Linked DNA regions of Athene noctua: region 2 is linked to region 1. A link is a contact called in public Hi-C data. All regions are on one chromosome and are shown on one strand. The core of a region is the stretch at or near the end of the contact, and the rest is flanking DNA. Distances in the headings are between cores, read along the strand shown.

Region 1 (6,144 bases), core at 2,609-5,108:
GAGGGGAAAACACCAAAGTGGCACAACAAAGACCAAAAGCAGCTCTGCCTCTCAGTCATAAAGAAAACAGCGGAGTTTATATAACCAGAAAGGTTTGGAATTTGGTTTTGGTTTTAAGACATAAGAAAAGACATTCATGGGACTTGAACCTTTGACTTCCAAGAAGTGGTACAACTTCTGCCACTTCATGACAGTCATGCAGGCCAAAAGCAGCTCAGTGGCTGACGCGCCACGGTACACATGGTAAATGCATCCAGACACAACTTTTCCCAAACGTCAGAAGAGCTACAGTCTGGGAAAGGAGCACCCAGCCAGGCCCCATCCCAGACACACAAAAGCCACGTTTTCTCTAGTGAGTGAAGATGCCATACAGAATCATTAGCTGTTAGTCAGCTGAATTTTTAAACACTGAAATTATTCTAAAATAGGAAAACTCTCAGTCCAACTGCAGTTTCCTTTTTACTTGTCTATGCCATGTGTTGGATTATCACATGAAACTGGTCATTTCCTGACCCAACTTCAAAATACAGAAACCAGTGGTCAGTGCAAGACATGTACTATTGTACAACATTCAATTATTTGAAATTGGTAAAACAGAAATGAAAAAAGCTGCAAGTACTTTTGTGCACGTTCTTGTGACTCTACTGGTAAAAGGACACCTTAAAGTTATTCTTATCCTGGGAGGGTTTCTACTCTCATTACGGAGTTATGCAGCAGAACAGAAGATTTAGTCAGACGCGGGATCACAAGCACGATGTGACAACTTTTCACTTAATAATAGATTGAAAGTAAAAATACCCTAAGAGCATAGACGTTTCCAGTAAAATACAAAGATGAAACTCCTGTGTGTCCTGACAGAGCAAGTGTGAGGTGCATAAGTGCCTGTCCTCACTGTATACGTGGAAATAGCTGCAGTTTTTTGACCTCCAAATCGCTCTTGCACACTGAAAGAATATGAATGTGCTCAAGCCAGATCTTCCTGGGCAGAAATCAAATCTCTTCCTACAACATAAAAGCCTAAGTGAACAAGCAAAAGGTGTTCCAAACGAGGGATTACTTAAAGGCTGTTTGATGAAGCAGGATTCTATACAGAGAAAATGTAAACACAATTCTTAAGCAGTTATACATCATTAAAATTTGTGTACTACAAAGAAATTTTACTTAAAAATCATCCTTCTGCACAAGAAGTGAAATTCTCAAATTAGAAAGGAGGGCAGGAAGTGTTTAGCTAACATTAAGAAATCAGTCAGGAGTGATTTCAGGTAACTGTTCCACAGCAATGCTTGCAACCATTATAAAAAAAATAATCTTGCCCAGCAGACAAAGATTCACAAACAGATAAAAATAGCAGCTACAAGTATTTAAAATGTATTTTTGAAGTGAAAAGTATTTTCCTTCCATAGCCTCTTCCCTAATCTTTAAATATTAATCTTTAAGACTGGTAAATAGCTTTTAGATTAAAAAATAACTTTCTATTGTAAACAGGCCTTGAAATTCATTCAGAACTGGTCTGTGGATATTCCACGGACTTCTGTTTCCTATGTTTTGTTGCCTAAAACAGGATCTTCACAATTTGCTGCTGTCACCTGTCCCTGAATTCAGCATTGAGTAGTCAGCAGGAATACAAAAGGGTACAGCAGCTCAGCTCTCAGACAAGGAAGACATGCACAATTTCTTAAGTCAAAACAAAGAGTCAGAATTCATGTATCCATGCCAAAAGGAAGATTACTGTCACTCCTTGTAAGACCTAAGTGCCTGACTGTTAAAAATAGAACAGATAACATCACAGTGAACAAAGAGCTCAAAACATTAATGCAATGCTGTTCAAAAGACCAGGGCTCCAAATATCATGAAATTAGTCAGGAATTATGCAAACAATCCAGAAGTTTGCAAGTCTATATTTCCACTCTATGTTTTAGGTACTTACACAATTCCACTTGTGTAAGCAGAGTCCCTAAAATGCCTTTAATGTATTTATCTTCACAATATTCCTGGTAATAAAGACATTTTCTTCCTTTTATAGATTGCAACGGAAGCATAAAAAAATCAAGTCGCTTGCTCAAAACCACTGGAAGTCTCGAGTAAAGCACACAGCTGAATTCAAGTCTCCCAAATTCCACAACATGGTCTCATAGCTGGGGCAGTATTTCCTCATCTTATTTGCTTCTGACTTACAGGCCACAAGAACTCACATTTTAAAATTATTTTGTTTCCAGAAGCACTGAACAATCACATAATAACAAACGAATTGTCACTAAGTATCACAACGTCAAATACCAAACATCCATTGGGTTGTGCCTTCTGGTTCAACGGCACCAACAACGGTATTTTCTGCCGTTGGCAAATTTATTGCTAAAGCTGCTCTCAGATCCATTCCCTTACATCCTAGAGGATGTAAGCTAACACTACAGCTTTGTCCTTCTGGAAGGGCAATTAATATCTCTTTCAGCCCACCTGCACCCACTAAATGTGGCTATTTTGGGGAACATCCACTCCTCTGTCAAACACAGTGGCAGATGTTTCAGGGAGGAAGGCAGGAAACAGAGAAAGCATCAGCCAAGTAAGCCCAAAGTTTGCACAGGTCCCCCTCTCTTCCTCGAGAAATTGAGATGAACACCAGAAGAATGGTCTCCTGTACACGTAAAGATCAGAAGAGCTTTAGAGTACATCTTCCCCCACACTCCCTGACTTTTAAATGTGCATTTAATTAACAAAAGTAGCATTGGGAATTAAAAAAACACAGCAAACAAACAAAACAAAACACCTCCATACTTTTATGCTCAGCTAAAATGTTTGATTTCTTCATTCTTAGGTGTAACAACCCTCAAACAGTTACTGTCAGGACGAGGAAACACAAGCTTCAGACCAACCTATGCCTCCTCCCACCTTCCAGGAAGAGCAAAAACTGGGATTCTAAGCCCAGTCACGCAGCTGAACTTCTGCATGTCCAACCTTTGCCCAAGCAAACAGCAGTGTGTGGTACTGCAGAGGTGTCCCCTCGACCTTATAGACACAGTAACACTCCATACCGGCTTTCTCCAGTAGCTCCATGCTCTCTCTCCTGATTTCAAAGGGCTCTCCTGATTTCAAAGGGCCTACTACAGGGCCTCCCCAACCTTTCCTCCCACTGAAGCCACCACAACCCAGCACGTGCCTTGCTGCCAAAGCCTGCAACCACCCGCCTCATCCCAAGGCCTTGGCCTCGCACGGGCACGACACAGTCCCCCAGCACGGCACATCTTACCCATTTCGGGCCACCCCACAGGGCTCCACTGGAGCTTTTTTGTCCCACAGCCGCTACTCCCATGGCTACAGTCCCCCTGAGCGCACCTGCCCAGGAGGGCAACTCTTTGTCACCTGCAGCTGGGAGGCACAAAGCTTTTCCCCCTCCCCTGGGCCTGCCACAGGCGCAGGGCCACGAGCCAGTTCGTCATGGGGACCCCAAGGGAAAGGAGAAGGGACAAGTCACCCCCCCCGAGCCCCACAGGCGACTCCCGGAGCCCTCACAAACAGCTCTGGCGGGAAAAGACAGAGATTTCACAGCAGGGACCGGCTCTGTGGGCATTGAGGGGCCGTTCCCCTGCAGCCGACACCCCCCGGGCCAGGAGGGCGCCCGGAGCGGAGGCAAACCCAGAGCACCCGGGCCCGCCGCCTCCGCCGCTTCCCGCCGCCGGAGCTCCCTCCCCCGGCCCACGTGGCCGCGGGCGGCCCCTCCTGCCCGCTAACCTGGGCTGCGCCTCCCGGAACAGCCCCGCCATTGCCCGCACACTGTCCAGGCGGCTCTCCGGCGCGGCCGCCACAGCACGGCCCAGCCGCGCCGCCGCAGCGGGCACCGCTCCCGCCGCCGCCATCGCCCGGCCCGGCCCCGCCCCGCACGGAAATGGCGGCGGCCCGGCCCCGGCCGGCGGCGCGTGGGGCCGGCCCGGGGCCCGGCGGGAAAATGGCCGCCGGGCTGTGGGGGCGCGGGCGGGAGCGCTGCCTTCTGCTCCCGTGAAAGAATTCACCGTGGGGACAACTTCCCGCCTCTCCTCAGGAAGTCTGGTGCTTCCCCACATCCCATCTGTTGTTCGAGACGCCTGCCTTTAAATAAATATTTAATTTTTGTTGTGTCGGCCCACAGAGGGTAAAGCCCTGCCTTCTCCTCCCGTGAAAGAATTCACCGTGGGCACAACTTCCCGCCTTTCCTCAGGGAGCAGGGTGAAGGCTGCCTGGAGTCTGGTGCATCCCCTCATCCCATCTGCTGTTTGAGACTCCCGCCTTTAAACAAATATTTTATTTATTTATTTATTTTTTTAAATTCCAGTCTAAGTAAATATTTCAGCATGTTCTAAACATCTGTGTGAAAAGTCAACATACACATCAGGGGAAGAAACGAAGCGTGCCGTGAATAAAAAGGCTAATTGTGGCCAAATTGTTAAAGAATTTCACCAGACTTTAAAACTCTCCTACACAACAGAAACCTTCATTAAACTGGAACTAAACTACATTTACCAGAAAAGTACCTGAAGGAACCTGAAAGCAATACCTCCAACAGAAAATGTAAGTCAGAAAAACCCACCTGTGATTAATTTCTCCCTGTTCACTCCTTCCCCCGTTTTCCCCTCGTGTCCTCAGCTCCCCGGGCCGCTGCGGGGGGCGGAGGGCACCTTGTTGCCATCCCAGCACTGGTCCCTCCGTGGCTGTTCCTGAAGGACGTATCCCTCTTTTCGAAATAAACTTGCATGTCTTGGGTTACCAGTGGGACGGACTGTTTATGATGTCCCCTCTCCGACTTGTTTGTACATTAATAAGTGCCATTTCCAGGCCTCTTCCTGCTAATTATTGTATATTACTGATGCAAAACCAACCGGCTCTTGACGGCTCTATAGCAAAAATAGCTTCAGATAACAAGTCGAATTCAAGTAAGTAAAAGATGCCAGTCAAGACCCATCACAGTCATGCAGATTATTCCTGCTAACAGTTCCTATTACTTTTAACAATTGCCTGCTCATGGATAAAGTGTAATTTGTTTCAAAGGCAATGAAACTCAAGATTAAAAATATTGAAGCGTCACAAAGTGTCCTGGCTGTGGCCATGCTGTGCCTGACAGCGATGACTTGGCTGCAGCACATAACAAAACCATTCTGCACATTCTTGCTACCATTCAGTAGTCCTGGGCAAGCAGCAGATCACAACTTCAATGAAGGAAGCAGCAGAGTACGCTAAAATCTGACAAACTAGTCACGTGTGCTCAGTGAAAATTATCTGCAAATGTATAATTTTGTATTTAGTTGTATCCTACCCTGTTTGAGAAGGGATGCCGTTTGCCCAGCAGTCCAGTTTAACTCACTGTCTTCATCTTTTAGCTGACATTTTGCCAAACACAAATCTTGTAAGCAAGTTTTTTTAATTTACCCTTTATAAACATATCTGTTTAGGGATTTTTTTTTTTTAAAAAAACGTCTGATGTTTTAAGGTGACCGTTAACCAGCCTGCGCTCCATTAAGTATTCGGATTTTTCGTGCAGTGCACTGATGAGTTACATTGCAAAATATTTCAGATCAAATAGCTGAAAATACAGACTAGACCATGGATGTCCAAGACATCAGATGGGGATGCATTAGTTCTCTAATTCAAACTAGTACATTGTTAAACTTTCAACTTAACCCCAGCTGACTGTAAAGGAAGACAAAAGCAACTCATTCTTACCCTGGGGCAAGGTTAGCTAGCATACAGCAGCTCCACATATAAATATGTTCTTTTTAAGAACACTTAAAAAGCAATGAAGAACAGAAAAGTCTTTTTTTCTGGCAATCTTAACAGAGCCCTGATCTTAGTGATATTCCAACAATTTCCATAAGCCAGCTTTACCCTGTTCAGACTTGCTGCCTGTTTCATCAAATGCCTCCTCCATCAGTATTATTGATTATTACTTGTGGATCCTTGTGAAAAATAGTTTTGCCTTGTATATGATCTCTCTTGATTTATTTTTTTTTCTGCTGTAAACAGCCACAGCATTTTTAGTTTTCCTCATTTTAGGCTTTCCTTGCTTTCATTCATTCTCAACAACATACTCAGAACCACCTTTACTACAAGGTTATGCAATACTTTGAGATAGGCTTTTCATAAAGGAGTTTTGCAAGATCTTAGGGATATCAAATATAG
Region 2 (6,331 bases), core at 2,527-5,026, 290 kb before region 1:
TAAGCTGTCAGGCAAACTCAGAGCCTGGCTGCTGACTACTGAAGGTCACTCGAGTTCTCCTCCCGAGGTGCAGGAAAAGCCTCTCCAGTCCAAGGAGCTGAGGTAAATGCATTCGTGATGGATTGTGAAAGTCCCGACAGGCTTTTGAAACATTTTACCGCTGGAGCCATTTTATCCAAAGGCTTTGGGGAGCTCTGGGGACCAGGCAGCAGCGTGGTATAGGTGACCTTTCCTTCTGCGGGTTTTGAGAAGTCAATGTTAAGCTTTGTCAGCAGGCGTGGGTGGAAAAACGAATGAATTTTCAATCCACTATCTCACTTGCTATGCCAGTTATTTTGGGTGAGCAATAAATAATGATTTTGCACTATTAGAAGAGCACTCAGCAAATGGTTTCAACCCACATCTACCAATGCTTTTGTGTTCAGGAATATTACCTTATTTTCAGGAAGTCTTTTAGCATTTCTAAGGTGGTATTTATTTAAAGCAGTTCAATGAGATTTACATACGTTGCCCGTAAAGTAACTATGTGAATTTCTGAATGGTGATGTGAGCATTACCTATTTTAACACTCTAGGGTGTTTTTTTCTTAAATCACAGAATTACGAAGCTTATTGAAATCTTCTTATCCTCAGCCTAGGCTTTCGGCAGTAGTTAAAACTGATATCTGAAGGAAAGAAAATCTACCATTTTTCCCCAGTCAAGCATCATCAAAATCAGTTAGCTGAAGGTAACAGTGGAGTAAGGGTCAAAAATACAAAAAGATTTTTGTCCTCTAAATGATGCCGTCTCCAAGCTAGGTTAGAAACAATCTAGTTTTGTTTCTGTTGCTGAAACTTCTTGGGTTTGAATGGAAACGTGAAGAATACTCACTAGTTCAGAGAAGCAGCGTAGGACGCGCTGGCCTGACAGTCCTCGAGGGTCGCAGGCAGTCTGACCTGCGGTCCTACTTCCACGGGTTTTGTTTGTGAGAAAAAAAAGTCAAACGAGCACGTCGAAGCGATCTTTGTAACAGCTCCTAGTCGTGCCGTGAGCCCCTCGCTCTTTCTCAGTGTCCCTGGGCAGCTCATGTCCCCTCCCGCACACCGACGGGCACAGCTCCACGGCGGGAGCGGACGCGGCCCCTCCTCGCCGCTCTTCAGCCCCAGGCCGCGGGTGTGCGCGGGGCCGGGGGGTGCGGAGGGAAGGGCGGCGGCCAGCAGCACCCAGCCCCAGCGCTCCTAAACCCGGGGGCAAAGGCCGGGCCTCGGCCACCGCGGCCTGTGGGCCCTCACAGCTTGGCGGGAACGGGGAGCGGCCCTCGTCCCGCCGCTCGGGGCCTCCTCGGCGCGGCCCGGCCCGGCCCGGCCCGGCCGCCCCCCCGGCGCCGCCGCCTGCCGCCCCTGGGTGGCGGTGTTACCCCGCGGGACGCGCCCGGCGCCGGGGCCGCCCCGGGCCCCGCTCTCGGCGGCAGGCCGGCGGCCCTCCGGGGCCTGGGGCAGAGCCTCCCGCCGCCTCCCGCCCGGCCCGGCGGGAAGGCCGCTGCCCCCCCCCCCACCACCACCTCAGGCCTCCCGCCGCCACGGCCCCGGGGCTCGGCCCCTCCGTGCGGGGCCTGAGGGACCGCTTTGCCTTTCAAAGGGCTTCCAAAAGCGGGAGAAGGGGGGTAAGGAGAGGGGAGGCTGCGCCTTCAGTGCCCGCTGGGTGGTGGGGGGCAGCTCTGGGGAGAGCTGCGGGGCTCTCGAAGAAAGGGATCTGTAAAACTTGGCCTCGTCTTACCCAAAAATCCTTAAAAGAAAAAAAGTAGCGGGGATGCAACAAAGAAGTGGCGCCGGGTCGGGGGGAAAAAAATAATAATAAAGGACGTTTAAATATAAGGGAAAGAGAGTGAAGACTGAGCATCTTAAAAGGACAAATTGTTCATAGTTAGGGCAAACGTAGCAGGAGCGGTCTGGAGCAGGGCTGGGTGCCTGCAAGAGCCGGAGCATTGGTTATTAAAGGCTAAACCGTGAGGAATGCGGGGGGAAAGGCCGAACGCAACCGACCGGCGGGGAGAGACGGCGGAGAGGGGAGGCGAGAGGCCCCGGGGTCCCGCAGAGCCGCCCCGGGGTCCCGCAGAGCCGCCCCGCAGCCCGACCCGGTTCCGTCCCGCCGCGCCGCGGCTTCGCCTCGCCGGGCACCGGCCGGGGACAGCGCGGGGACCCTGTTTTCGGACGGTGGGTGGGTTTGGGGTGGGTGATCCAAGGTGCGGGGAGCCTTGACTGTGGGAGTCATCTACAACCGACCCGCGATTTCGCACGGCATCTCTCCAGGCACGGCAGCCTGGCCGGCCTTTAAAACCCCCTTTGTTTTCTCCGCCAGGATGGATACTTTAGGATCAAAGTTCTGTGCTCAGCCTCTTTTGCTTGCTTGTCACTGCCTGCTTTCCTCTCAGCCCTTACTGGTGTGTGTTTAGCCGATTCTAGATGCCTAGAGCTATCCCTGCTTGCTGTTACTACATGTGTATAAATGTATATAAGTGGGCATAGGTGCACGGGTTTATCCATATCTACAGAACTCACCACAGCCCACAAACTTGGATTTGAGTGCTATTTAAGCGTGCATACGCATGCAGATATATGCCTCCAGACAGGCACACAGTGTGGAGAGACTGGAATAGATAATTCCTCAGAACGCAGGAATAAACGGAGCAGCTCAGGAATCGGTGAGAAAGACAGAAAGAAAAGACAGAAAGAAAAGACAGAAAGAAAAGGAAGCCTTGCTTGGCTGTTAGTGCCTGAACACAAAGTGAGGTTTTGTCTCAGTGATTAATCTCCCTAGGAGCAGCGAACTGACTATCCTAAACTTGTGTTTAAAGCCAAGCGTATCTGTTTCTTAAAGGAGGAAGAACGTTTTCTTACGGTGGAAAATGAAATCAGATTTAGTGACAGGCATTTGTCAGTGTGCAACAGGGTCGGGTGGCCGGAGAGAAATAGTCTGGGCACCACACAGACACACACATCGTCTTGTAGGATACAGAGCTTTAAGCAAAGGGGGGTTAACCCCTGCTTCTTTTTGATTAGAAAGAAGAAGGGGGAGAAAAAAAAAAAGACAAAAAAGAAGACAAAAAAGAGTTTTAACAGTCTATTTTGCGAAGTCCATACATTGCAAACCCAGCCGCGTTACCATACTAGAGGAAATGAAAAAATGCTTCGGTTTGAGAGGACGAGTCCTTTATTTCCCTTGTTGGACACGTTTCATGTTGTTTTCCCCGACACTCCGGCTTAAGGACATGCCTTCTGAAACACAAACACACGCATAACTCGCACATGCACACGGACAGATAAGAGATATGTCTTAGATCCTGACACAGACGGGGTGGGGGGAAGAGCAGGAGAGAGAGCGAGAGAGAGGGAGAGAGAGAGAGATCCTCCTACCTGGAGCCATAGATTGCAAGATACGTAGTGTTACCTGGGGAAGTCAGAACAAGTAAAAACACATTGAACTTCAGGGCTCTATGAGGCAGTTGATCAAGATCAGTGCTTGCTCATTTTCTCCCTCAGACTGTCTGTCTTGGGTTTTTGTTTTACCGTTTTGAGCGGCTCTTTTTATTTTTTCCTCCCTCTTTAGCTTTAATATCGGAGCCGGTTTCGGTCACCATGGCTCTGGGAAGAGCTGCCTGTCTGCACGGTGCTGATTTTTTACCGTTCGGCCGGCTTTGCTCCTGGGTAGCTTCAGCAATGCTCTTGACTGGGATTTAATCGACAAGATCAGTTCGACTTTTTGTGCAATTTTTATGGCTCAGTCCATTCTCTAGATCATGCACAGAAACTTTCGGAAGTGGATTTTCTACGTGTTTCTATGCTTTGGAGTCATCTATGTCAAATTAGGGTAAGTCCTTGTGCACGACAAATCTCCTTGGCTTTTGGGTCACGTTGTTACCGGAGTTGTGAACAAAACGTTGCAATGGAGAAAAAAAAAAAAAAAAAGGGGGGAAAAAAAAAAAAAAAAAAAGAGGTGATTAAGGTGATTATTTCTCTCTCTCCCCGCCCCGCTCCCCCGGGGTGTCCAAGCCCCCAGAAGACCCTCCGGGGCAGCGCGGCGGGGCGATGCCCGGTTGCGGGGCCGCCCGGCGAGGCGGCCGGTGGCGGGGGATGATGGATCCTTCTATTTTGTACTGCTTAAGCGAACTTAAATATTATCTCTGGCGTACAGTACCCTCGGAAAAAAAAAAAAAAAAAAAAAAAAGCAAAAAAAAGCAGCAGCCTGACAGAGTTAACTCAGCCGCTGCTGCTGGGACAATAGAGCAGAGCTTAAGTATTAAAAAGGCGAAAGGGGCGGGAGGAGGGGAATCCCTGCTCTGAACCTGCACTCGGGGATTTGTTTTATGCAGGCCTAGACACAATTTGCGTTTCTATCCATCACACGGACGTGTTGAAATTAACTTGACAACCGGCCCGGTTACCTCCGCGCTGAAGCGCCCGGGAGGCCGGGCGGGCTCTGCCGAAGGGACCGGCTCGGGGTGGGGGGGGCTCAGGCCCGGCTCGGGGGGGGCTCAGGCCGGCTGGCAGCGGGGCTCCCGGCAAGCCCGGCTCTGTGCTCCTCGGTATTTGAGCACCGCGATCGAGATCGCGGTGTTATTTCAGTTGCCAAGTTTCTCCCTCTGCCTCTCCCCCCGTACCTGTATGCCCTTATTAATATTGCTCGTCGCAGTAGGCTGACTTGAGTTGAATTTCCACATTCCTGAGCCCCAGCCGAGTCCTTACCTGTCGAGCTACAAACTCTTTAAAGATCCTGTCTTTGCATAGCTGCGGGATTTTTTTTTTTTTTAAATGATCAAGAATGCATAAGGTGAGTTGCAATCCAAAAACGCTCGCTTCCCACCTTGAAATCAATACGGGGAAGAGGCGGCGGCGGCGAGGGGCGGGGGGGGAAGCCAAAGGGCAGCTCCCAAAGTGTGGGGGGGACACGACACGGGCAGGTCCCGTCGCGGGAGGGCAGCGCCGAACGGGGAAATGATGCCCGGGCCCGGCTCTCCCGGTCACCGCCGCTTCTGGGGCCGCCCCGGGCACGACGGGCGGCGGGGGCAGCCCCGGCCCCGCTGTGGGCAGCCCGGGCAGCGGCGGGAGGAGGGGGCTGCGGGGGAAGGGAGGGGATGGGCAGGAGGGAGCACGCCAGAGCCCGGGATTAAGGATACACCGGCGAGGGGGGGTGTGTGTGGAACGGAGGAATTAAGCTGCCCAGGTTGGGTCGGTGCCCCCATCCCCGCCGGGGGCTCCCCCCGGTTGCGGGACAGCCACCGGCTGCCTTTGGGAGGGTCCCCAGCAGGTTGCACCCCTGGGTGTTGTTTGTTTGTTTGTTTGTTTTTTTGGCACGGCTCTCGGCCCGCCCCCACAGCCACAAGTGCAACCGCGGAGGATGCGCGGAGGCGAAAGGGGGGCGCGGGAGATGCTTCCTCCCACCCCGCGTTGCCCCTTGCCCTGCCCCGGTGAGGAGCCCGCGTCCAGCCCTGCCCTGATCGGGGCACATGGCCGGGGGTACCCCAAATCCTGCCTGGGGAGACAGGAGGGTGTTTTCGGGAAAGAGGGGGGGGGGGGTAAGTACCTGCGCCGCCTTTTGTGGAAGCTGCGGGGGGGGGCTCCGGCGTCCTCCGGGCTCGGATTGAGAGGGGTTTAGAGGAGAAGGGGATTTTGGTGAGGCTGTGTATCCGTACATGAAGGGGGCACCCCATCTCCTTCGGTAGCTGGAGGGCTCCGTACAACACACCCCCTCGCAGAGCGGCAGGCGAGCCCAAAGAAAACGCTTTGCAAAATAAGGGTAATGGTATTGCTTTTCGCTCGCACTGCGGTTTTATTTTTAAAGGGAACAGAAAATTGGGCACATGTCTGATCTGTCTGGAAGGCAGATATCTTTTCGAAATGGATTGTGGCTGCTTTAGAAGGGGGTTCAGAGCAAAAATCACAAGAATGCTGTTGGACTGAGCCTGGAAGTAAAACTGAGGGGAGGGCAGGAACAGTAAAAGCCCTTGCAGAAACCCGATCAGATCCATCACCGTGCCTGTGAGGCGATGGGGATACTTCACTTTCTCTGAACAATAGGAGAGAAATTCGCTCTGAGGTCCAGGGGCTACTTCTAGGCTAGGCATGCGGGGGTGCAATTATTCCCTCTTTCACCAGCCACTGGAACTACCATTTTGCTGAAACCATATCCTTTGAGTGTAATGATACCTTTTCTAGTGAGCTCTTTGCATGGAAAAGGGGGGGAAGATGAAGTCGGATAAACGTAGTTTGTCTTCCATCGCATTAGACTGATTTTGCAGCGTGCAGGGGAGAGCCCCTGTGTCAGCGGTAGCAAAGAGGTTAGACTTGGCAGGCTT

The links. Hi-C and Micro-C count contacts between places; a contact is called where the count stands out from the background.
Region 2: a contact with region 1 is called in a Hi-C map of heart, with 5 times the contacts expected there. The contact joins the promoter of WNT7B here to the promoter of ATXN10 in region 1. A contact is called at or near these places in 2 of 2 Hi-C or Micro-C datasets (heart and liver).

The regions. Positions count from the first base shown.
Region 1 is chr3:2,653,308-2,659,451 of bAthNoc1.hap1.1, reverse strand. ATXN10 (ataxin 10) reads right to left here and starts at 3,858. Exons shown (of 13, transcript XR_012633272.1): 1 at 3,727-3,858.
Region 2 is chr3:2,940,417-2,946,747 of bAthNoc1.hap1.1, reverse strand. It overlaps WNT7B (Wnt family member 7B), which reads left to right and starts at 3,776. Exons shown (of 4, transcript XM_074901195.1): 1 at 3,776-3,846. The coding sequence starts at 3,776. It overlaps LOC141958420 (a long non-coding RNA gene), which reads right to left. Exons shown (of 3, transcript XR_012633274.1): 3 at 6,233-6,331.